Regions from separate parts of the Pan paniscus genome. Here region 1 is linked to region 2. The links are chromatin contacts, called in public Hi-C maps. All regions are on one chromosome and are shown on one strand. Each heading gives the region's core, a stretch centred on a gene start, on an enhancer-like site or on the middle of the called end of the contact. The rest is flanking DNA. Distances are from core to core; before and after follow the strand shown. Region 1 holds the start of BCL2L1 (BCL2 like 1). Region 2 overlaps BCL2L1 (BCL2 like 1).

What was found. A called contact is a pair of places that touch in the nucleus more often than the background predicts.
Region 1: a contact with region 2 is called in a Hi-C map of fibroblasts, with 6 times the contacts expected there. The contact joins the promoter of BCL2L1 here to the enhancer-like site in region 2. A contact is called at or near these places in 2 of 3 Hi-C or Micro-C datasets (fibroblasts and induced pluripotent stem cells).

What each region holds. Positions count from the first base shown.
Region 1 is chr21:37,417,159-37,421,601 of NHGRI_mPanPan1-v2.0_pri, reverse strand. BCL2L1 (BCL2 like 1) reads left to right here and starts at 2,539. Exons shown (of 3, transcript XM_008967524.3): 1 at 2,539-2,806; 2 at 4,211-4,443. The coding sequence starts at 4,323.
Region 2 is chr21:37,366,438-37,371,313 of NHGRI_mPanPan1-v2.0_pri, reverse strand. All of the region lies in intron 2 of BCL2L1 (BCL2 like 1), which reads left to right. Among named protein-coding and RNA genes, the nearest start is that of BCL2L1, 50 kb to the left of the region's middle. Within about 2 kb of position 1,698, at least 1 of the 2 cell types and tissues checked has open chromatin away from gene starts, as enhancers often do.

The sequences.
Region 1 (4,443 bases), core at 1,290-3,789, 49 kb before region 2:
GGCACACGTTGCAGTAAGCCGAGGTTGTGCCACTGCACTCCGGCCTTGGCGATAGAACAAGACTCTGTATCAAAAAAAAAAAAAAAAAGAGGGAGGCTGAGGCCAGAGAATCGCTTGAACCCAGGAGGCAGAGGTTGCAGTGAGCCAAGATCATGCCACTGCACTCCAGCCTGGGCAACAGAGCAAGACTCCATCTCAAAAAAAAAAGAAAAAGAAAAAGAAAAAAGAAAAAAATACAAAGTTATGTGTAGACAACATAGAGAAGTATAAAAAAGAAAACTTATTTTCTTTAGATTTAAATGTAACTTATTTTCTTTAAATTACATTCCAGTCAAAGATCATTTGAGAGCCATTTTCAAGACTTGCAAAATTCTTTTTCCAAAATACTGTATCCATCTTTCCAAAATATAAATTTCTTCATGTTCTTTCTGGTTTAAAAAAATCTTTGCTGGCTCCTCTGGTGCTATTTGATGTGCTGCTCGCATGGATACACATTTATATTCCATCCCCTCTCCACCACTCCCCTCAGCCATCCCAATTTATTTCCAGGACACCATGGGCTCTCACGCTGGGCTGCCAGGCCTTCGCTCAAGCAATATCTTCTGCTTAAAATGCTCCTACATCCTTTCTCACCCAAGCAAAATTCTGTTCTTTTGAGGGCCAGTTCAGTAAAGCCCCTATCTGTGGACAGAGTTTATCTGCCCTCTGCTGGGCTCCCAAAGCACACTGAGGCTTCCATAATGATAGTTTTCACATTGAGATAATTGTGATACCATAGGTTCAAAAATGTAAATCAGACCGGGCACGCTGGCTCACACCTGTAATCCCAGCACTTTGGGAGGCCAAGGTGGGCGGATCACGAGGTCAGGAGTTCGAGACTAGCCTGACCAACTGGTGAAACCCCGTCTCTACTAAAAATACAAAAATTAGCCGGGCGTGGTGGCGGGCGCCTGTAATCCCAGCTACTCAGGAGGCTGAGGCAGGAGAATCACTTGAACCCAGGAGGCGGAGGCTGCAGTGAGCCGAGATCGCACCACCGCACTCCAGCTTGGGTGACAGAGCAAGACTCCATCTCGAAAAACAACAAAAAAAATGTAAATCAGAGCCAGGTGTGGTGGCTAATGCCTGTAATTCCAGGACTTTGGGAGGCCGACATAGACAGATCACTTGAGCCCAGGAGTTTGAGACCAGCCTGGGCAACATGGGGAAACTCCATTCTCTACAAAAAATACAAAAATTAGCTGGGTGTGGAGGTGCAAGCCTGTATTCACAACTACTGGGGAGGCTGAGGTGGGAGGATCACCTGGGATGGGGAGGTCGAGGCTGCTGTGAGCTGAGATCACACCATTGCACTGCAGGCTGGGTGACATACCCTGTCTCAAAAAAAAAAAAAGGCCGGGCACGGTGGCTCATGTCTGTAATCCCAGCACTTTGGGAGGCTGAGGCAGTCGGATCACCTGAGGTCAGCAGTTTGAGACCAGCCTGGCCAAAATGGTGAAACCCTGTCTCTACTAAAAATACAAAAATTAGCTGGGCGTGGTGGTGTGCACCTGTAGTCCCAGATACTAGGGAGGCTGAGGCAGGACAATCACTTGAACCTGGCGGGCAGAGTTTACAGTAAGCCAAGATAGCACCACTGCACTCCAGCCTGTGCAACAGAGCAAGACTCCATCTCGAACAAACAACAATAACAAAAAAAAAAAAAAAAAATGAGGAAAGAGTTCAACAGAAAGACCACCTGAAAAAGGGGTAAACAATATGAAGAAAATTCACCAATACAAGATCCACCACCCTCCAAAGAAAGACTAAAAAATATGACAAATTGCTCAACTTCATTCATAATAAAGAAATATGAAAGTGCCTTCGGTTTTTACCCATCTAATTGGCAAGGATAAAACATTTGATAACACACTGTGTGGCTCAGGGTGTAAGGAAATTGGCCGGGCGTGGTGGCTCACGCCTGTAAATGATTCTCCTGTAAGCGAGTCTCCTGCCTCAGCCTCCCGAGTAGCTGGGATTACAAGCATGCGCCACCACGCCCAGCTAATTTTTTGTATTTTTAGTAGAGACGGGGTTTCACCACATTGGCCACGCTGGTCTTGAACTCCTAACCTCAGGTGATCCGCCCGCCTCGGCCTCCCAAAGTGCTAGGATTACGGGCGTGAGCCACCGCGCCCGGCCTGTACTATGGAGTTTACAATTAATAACTCTCTTAATCATCACAATAGCTCAACGAGAGAGGTTGGTACTATTACCCATTTTACAATTGAGGACATTGAAGCACAAAGCAGTTGAGAAACGTGCCTAACTAGCAGAGTTAGAATCCAGACAAAGTGCTTAACCACAAGGCGATGCTTCTTCTATATATAAACTGACGGACGGATGAAATAGGCTGATTGACTGATGAGTGACTGACTGACTGACTGAATGAATGAATAAATGGAAATGTGATTATAAATGTTGATTTTTTGCGCCTCCCGATTCCCCAGATCTACCGCGAGGGGGCGATCTCTCCCCGGTCCTGATGCCAGTCACTCAAGGCGCGCACTCCCTTTGCGTCTCGGGCTCGCGCGCGTTGCCGCGGCACCGGAAGTGACTGAGCTTGCAAGTTCCCCTGTCTCTTCAGGGGAAACTGAGGCCGGCTTGTTCGGGAGAGACGGCGCGAGCAGTCAGCCAGGTAGGCCGGCAGCCAGGTAGGCCGGCCCGGGTCCGCGGCGCGGAACTCGGCCGCGAAGAGCTCTTGCGTCTGGAAGCTACCGGGCCGATGAAGGGGGATGTGGCCCCCCACGGCTCGCGGGGCTCGCAGGTGAGAGCGCCGCCTCCCCTGTGCGTGACAGCCGTTGCGCCCAATAGGAGCCTTCGCCGTCCCGCTTCCGTGCCGGCTGGGCTCGCTGATTGGCTGCGCTGGGGCGGACCGCCGGGGGCGAGGCCCCTCCTCTCAGAAAGGTCTAGGGGGCGCCCCCGGGGGAGGGCGGTTGCCTAGCAACGGGGCGGTGGCTCGGCGGGTACCCGGCCTAGTGAGCGCGAGAAGCCGCTAGGCCGCAGCCGGCCCACCCTGGGCTCCGGAGAGGTGCAGCCCCCGGCCCCGGAGCCCTCCCGGGGGCGCCAGAAAGCCACTTTGGGCCTGTCCCCAGGAAAACGTGGTCTCAGCTGTGGGGCCGTCGAGCAGGCCTCGACCCCTCTTCCTGACCTGAGGAGAGGCCCAGCGCCTCACCCTCACCCAGTCTTTGTGCAGGGCGCCGGCGGCCATTGTGTCCGGGCGGGGAATGGAGGACCCGGCAATCCCCAACTGCCACGTTCTGGGCCTTTGGGGAATTCAGAGCAAACCAGCGGCATTTGTTGGGGGTCTCCGGCCTTCAACCTCCCAGACAGGCCTGGGGGTGGCCTTCCCAAAGTCAGATTGCAGATCTGAGGCAGTTTCCCCCTCCCTGCGTCCCTCACTGAAACCTTGAACCCCATTGAGAAGTCCCTTTAGAGTTTCGGACGCCTCCACCTCACCCTGGGCTGGTGCTTAAATAGAAAAAAGAAAAACAAAAACCAACTAAATCCATACCAGCCACCTCCGGGAGAGTACTCCTGGCTCCCAGTAGGAGGCGGAGAGCCAAGGGGCGTGCAAGAGAGAGGGGGCTGGGCTCCCGGGTGGCAGGAGGCCGCGGCTGCGGAGCGGCCGCCCTCGATCCGGGCGATGGAGGAGGAAGCAAGCGAGGGGGCTGGTTCCTGAGCTTCGCAATTCCTGTGTCGCCTTCTGGGCTCCCAGCCTGCCGGGTCGCATGATCCCTCCGGCCGGAGCTGGTTTTTTTGCCAGCCGCCGCGAGGCCGGCTGAGTTACCGGCATCCCCGCAGCCACCTCCTCTCTCGACCTGTGATACAAAAGATCTTCCGGGGGCTGCACCTGCCTGCCTTTGCCTAAGGCGGATTTGAATGTAGGTGGTGCGGGGGAGCGGGAGTGGGGCGGGGGGGACTGCCCAGGGAGTGACTTTCCGAGGAAGGCATTTCGGAGAAGACGGGGGTAGAAAAGGCTGGTGGGAGATTCAGAGTCCACTGGTGCTTTCGATTTGACTTAATTGAAGTATCTTGGAACCTAGACCCAGACCTTCGTAAGACCCACAAAGAAACCAGTTCTGGTACCTGGAGGGGGAATGGAATTTTTAGGGTAAATGGCATGCATATTAATTATTTTTTTTTCCTGAAGCTCTTTCTCTCCCCTCAGAATCTTATCTTGGCTTTGGATCTTAGAAGAGAATCACTAACCAGAGACGAGACTCAGTGAGTGAGCAGGTGTTTTGGACAATGGACTGGTTGAGCCCATCCCTATTATAAAAATGTCTCAGAGCAACCGGGAGCTGGTGGTTGACTTTCTCTCCTACAAGCTTTCCCAGAAAGGATACAGCTGGAGTCAGTTTAGTGATGTGGAAGAGAACAGGACTGAGGCCCCAGAAGGGA
Region 2 (4,876 bases), core at 449-2,948:
GTGGACCATCAGAATGAAACAGACCCACTGTGGGACTTCAGCACTCCACCCTTCTGAACCCTGTCTGTGAAATGGGGGTGTTCGTGGTGAGCTTGAGTATTACATGGAAGGTTGGATGGGCATGCTGTAAGGTCCCTGGAGTCTCTGACTCTGTTCCAAGGGTGAGTATTGGTCTTTCTCACCCTGGACACTGGGAGAAGAATGGAGGGCTGTGGCTATCTACTTACGAAAGAATAGGGAGTCACCAGGGTTGAAATGAGAGAGTTGAGATGACGGGAGGCATCGGAATCCCAGGGGATGAGCCTATATGAGCACATAGCAGCCACCCAGGAACAGTTAAATGTTTGGACTCTGGAGACAGACTGCCTGTATTCAAATCCCAACTCTACCACTTGTGGCCTCTGTGACCTTGGGAGGGTGATTTGTCCTCTCTGCCTCTGTTTCCTCATCTGTAAGCTGGAGAGTAATAACAGCATGTACTCGGTGGGATTATTGTGAGGATTAAGCAAATTCTTACACATGAAGCACTTAGCACCATGCCTGGTACTTAGTAAACATCAGCTGTTTTATCTCCATCAGTTCCAGGGAAGGAGGTTATGAGCCCCCAGATGGGCATCTCTGCCCCCAGTAAATGCTTTTCTGAATTCTCTCTCTTTGCCCCCAAGCCCATCACCCTGGTTCTGAGCCAGAGAGATGGAGAGCTCACACTCGCACTGCTAGGCCTGATAGCTTTCTCGATTCCCCAGCGGAGGTGTTATCTCCTCCCGGCACAACCGCTTCCTTTTCTGAGAAATGCAAGTGCATCTGTCAGGCACAGCTTCTTAGAACTAATGGTGGGGGAGGAGGTGGAGGAGGAGAGGCTGGCAGCTGAATTGAACAGGTCAGAGTTGGAGAAAGATAAACATGAAGTTTGTTGTGAGGATACCACCAAATATTCCCTATAGCCCAGATGGCTTGAGCCCTCTATGACACCCCCTGATCTCACCACTACTGCTAGGGAGGTCAAGGCAGGAGAAACTGAGGCTCAGAAGCCAAAAGGCTTGCTGTGGCACCCACCCATACCTGGGCCAGCTGGACTGAGGTGTTGACCCCAACACAGTCTTGCCACCCCTCTCTTTTCCCTGCCTCCACTGAGCTGCTTCTCCAAGTTGCCCACCTCCAGGCCTATGTTTCCGTGGGGGAGAGGAGAAAGGCCATGTTCTTCTCACATCTCAGGAGCCAACAGCTCCCCTGGGAAAACCAGAGGAAGTGGATTCCAACCACAAACCTCACTTCTTCCGAGTCTCCGCCTGCAACTCCCTGCCAAAAGAGTGATAAGGCCTCTCCGTTTGCCCTACCCCCTTCCTACCATCTCCCAGCGATCTTCTAGCAAGACCATGTTTGTCTATTCAGCACACATTTATCAGCCTCTCCCTCAGGGAAACTGAGGCCAGGAGCATAAGGTGACTCTGCAGGTGACTCACAGCCTGCCAATGCAGGGATGTGAGAAGGACAGAACAAGGTACAGTTCTGGTGTCCCTGGCACTTTTCCTGGCTGCTAGTAGCCTCTTCCTCTTCTCCACCTACCTCTTTCCTGAAATAACCAAGCAGGAAGGAAGCAATGGGCCTGGGCCCTCCAGAGTCACCCAAGAGGAAGGAAGGGTTCGTCTGGCACAGGCATGCTTGTTCCTCACTGAAGCCAGGACGGAAGGGTTTCACTTTCCCTCCTGGTCTTCGTCACATCCTTTTCCTGTGGCACCAGTTCCCCTCAGCTGGCAGGAGCCAGTGCTTATTCATTCAGCTGATGGCCTCAGGCTACTTTACCCTCCTTGACAGACCCAGGGCCATGGCCCTAGCTCAGAATATGGGGTTTGCTGCCAAACATACTGGGGCTTAAAAATGGCTTCCCTTTTTTTTTTTTTTTTGAGACGGGGTCTCATTCTGTCGCCCTGGCTGGAGTGCAGTGGTGCTGTCACAGCTCACTGCAGTTTCAACCTCCCAGCCTCAAGCAATTCTCCCACTTCAGTCTCCTGAGTAGCTGGGACTATAGGTGCATGCCAACACACTCAGCTAAATTTCTAAGATTTTTCTTATAGAGATGGGGGTCTCACCATATTGCCCAGGCTGGTCTCGAACTCCTGAGCTCAAACAGTCTGCCCACCTTGAACTCTCAAAGATGCTGGGATTACAGGTGTGAGCCATCATAGCTAGCTGCCACTTATCCACTTTAGCTAGGTCTCAGTATCTCTGAGCCTCAGGTTACCTGGACTTAGAATGAAGGCCTTCCTCAGTCACAGAAGTACATGGACCTGGCCCATGATTGTCCTTTAGAAACTGAGCAGAGTGCTGCATCAACGTTAGGAGTAAAGGCACTGAACCAGATTGCTGGTGTAGGCATCCCAGTTAGGTCACCAGCTCACTACATTGGCCTTGAGCAATTCACAAATCATCTGTGGGCCACATATCCATCAGCTATATGGGTTAATGGTAGTACCCACTGACAGAGTGTAGAGACAACTAATGAACTAATCTACAAAAAAACCAAGAAGAGTACCTTACAGGGTATGTGCTCAGGAAGTGTGCGCTGCTGCTGAAGTCACTAAGGAAGTCAGGTTTTCTGTGGGTAGAGATAGCAGGGTCTAAGATGGCAAGATTGGACATCAGAACGAGTGTGAATGAAGTACTATCTTGGATAGATTAAAAGAAAAAGAATGGTGTGAGGCCAGAACTCAGACAGATCCTACTCTTGCCACTTCCTAGATAGGGATCTTGGGTAAATTCTGGAGCCTCCATTTTCACATATGTAAAATGGGGCTATTGATAAATGTTATGAGGATCAAATGAAAGCATTCATTTGTTCTTCTAAAATAGATTTATTTAGAATGGCATCTGCTGTGTTCCAAGTATAGCAGGTTCTAGAGATACAGGTGACAGAGCCACACACAGTCAAGTGGGGGAGACAGGACAAAAAATAATCTCTCAAGTGAATATGATGATTGTACATGTAATTGGGAAATATGGCCTAGTGTGCATAGAGTGCTTTAGCTCAGTGCCCAGCACAGGTGAAACACTGAAATGTTTGGTAATGGTCAGCTGTCATAATAATAGTTTTTTGTTTCTTTGTTTTTATCTTTTGTTTTTTTGAGACAGGGTCTCACTCTGTTGCCCAGGCTGGAGTACAGTGGCCCCAAACATGATTCAATGCAGCCCTGACCTCCCAGGCTCAAAGATCCTCCTCAGCCTCCTGAGTTGCTGAGACCATAGATGCATACCACCACACCCAGCTATTTTTTTTTTTTTTTTTAATTTTTTTGTAGAGACAGGGTCCTCCTGTGTTGCCCAGGCTGGTCTCAGACTCCTGGGCTCAAGCAATCCTCCTGCCTCAGCTCCTAAAGTATTTTATTACTGTTAACAAGTAAGGGCTGGGTGCGGTGGCTCATGTCTTTAATCCTAGCACTTTGGGAGGCCAAGGAAGGTGGATCACCTGAGGTCAGGAGTTCCAGACCAGCCTGGCCAACATAGTGGAACCCCACCTCTACTAAAAATACAAAAAATTAGCCAGGTGTAGTGGCGGGTGCCTGTAATCCCAGGCAACTTGGGAGACTAAGGCAGAAGAATTGCTTGAACCTGGGAGGCTGAGGTTGCAGTGAGCCAAGATCATGCCACTGCACTCCAGCCTGGGCAACAGAGTGAGAGGCTATCTCAAAAAAAAAAAAAGAAAGAGAGAAAAGCAAGGACACCATGGACCAGAGAGGTGAAGTAACCTGCTCAAAGTCACACTACTTGGAAGAAGTGGGAAGGGTGGGCACAGTTGCTCATGCCTATAATCCCAGTACTTTGGAAGACCAAGGTAGAGGATGAGGCCAGGAGTTTGAAACCACCCTGGGCAATGTAGTGAGATTCCATCTCTCCAAAAATTTACAAGAAAAAAAAAAAAAAAAGGAAATGTGGGCAGTGAAGCCAGGATGGGAACTAAAAGATCAGATTCAAGTAGGGACTATACTTCAGCCTCTGGCTGGTCCCCTGGCACTTGGGCCCCTTTCCTCAGGGCATCATGCCAACCTTTTCACCTGACTTCTACAGGGTCACAGGCACCTACAAGGTGACCTGCATCATTCAGTTGGCTGCCTCTGGGCAGAGATCTAGCTGAAGTCAGTCTGTGCCTGTCTGAGTAGGTCCTGGGCCAGACTTGGTCCCTGCCTGCACTGAGCCCCCAGACTGTTGGGGGAAACCAGGCACACAGAGGCCATCAACCCAGGAACACCCCTCCTCTCCCTCCCACCTCAGGGCCTTTGCACTTATTACCTCTGCTAAAACAGGCTTTTTTTTTTTTTTTTGAGACAGGGTTTTGCTCTTGTTGCCCAGACTGGAGTACAATAATGTGATCTTGGCTCACTGCAACCTCCATCTCCTGGGTTCAAGCAGTCCTCCTGCCTCAGCCTCCCAGGTAGCTGGGATTACAGATGCCTGCCACCACACCCAGCTAATTTTGTATTTTTGGTAGAGACAGGATTTCACCATGTTGGTCAGGCTGGTCTTGAACTCCTGACCTCAGGTGATCTGCCTGCCTCGGCCTCCCAAAGTGCTGGGATTACAGGTATGAGTCATTGTGCCCAGCTCCCCCAGATATTCTCTGTCACCTCCCCAGGACTTAAAACCCTATCATCTCTAAAATTATCTTTTTTTTTTTCTTGTTATCCTCTCTGCTTCCCAGTAAGACAGGGTTTCTCAACCTTTTCTTTTTATCATCCACCCCTGCAAGGAGTCTTTTTCAGATTTTTTTTGTCCTAATTGCCCTCCCATGAAATTTGAATACCTCAGCTATACTATACTATATATAGTATATATAGATATAGATATATATAATATATAATATATATAGTATATGTAAAGTATA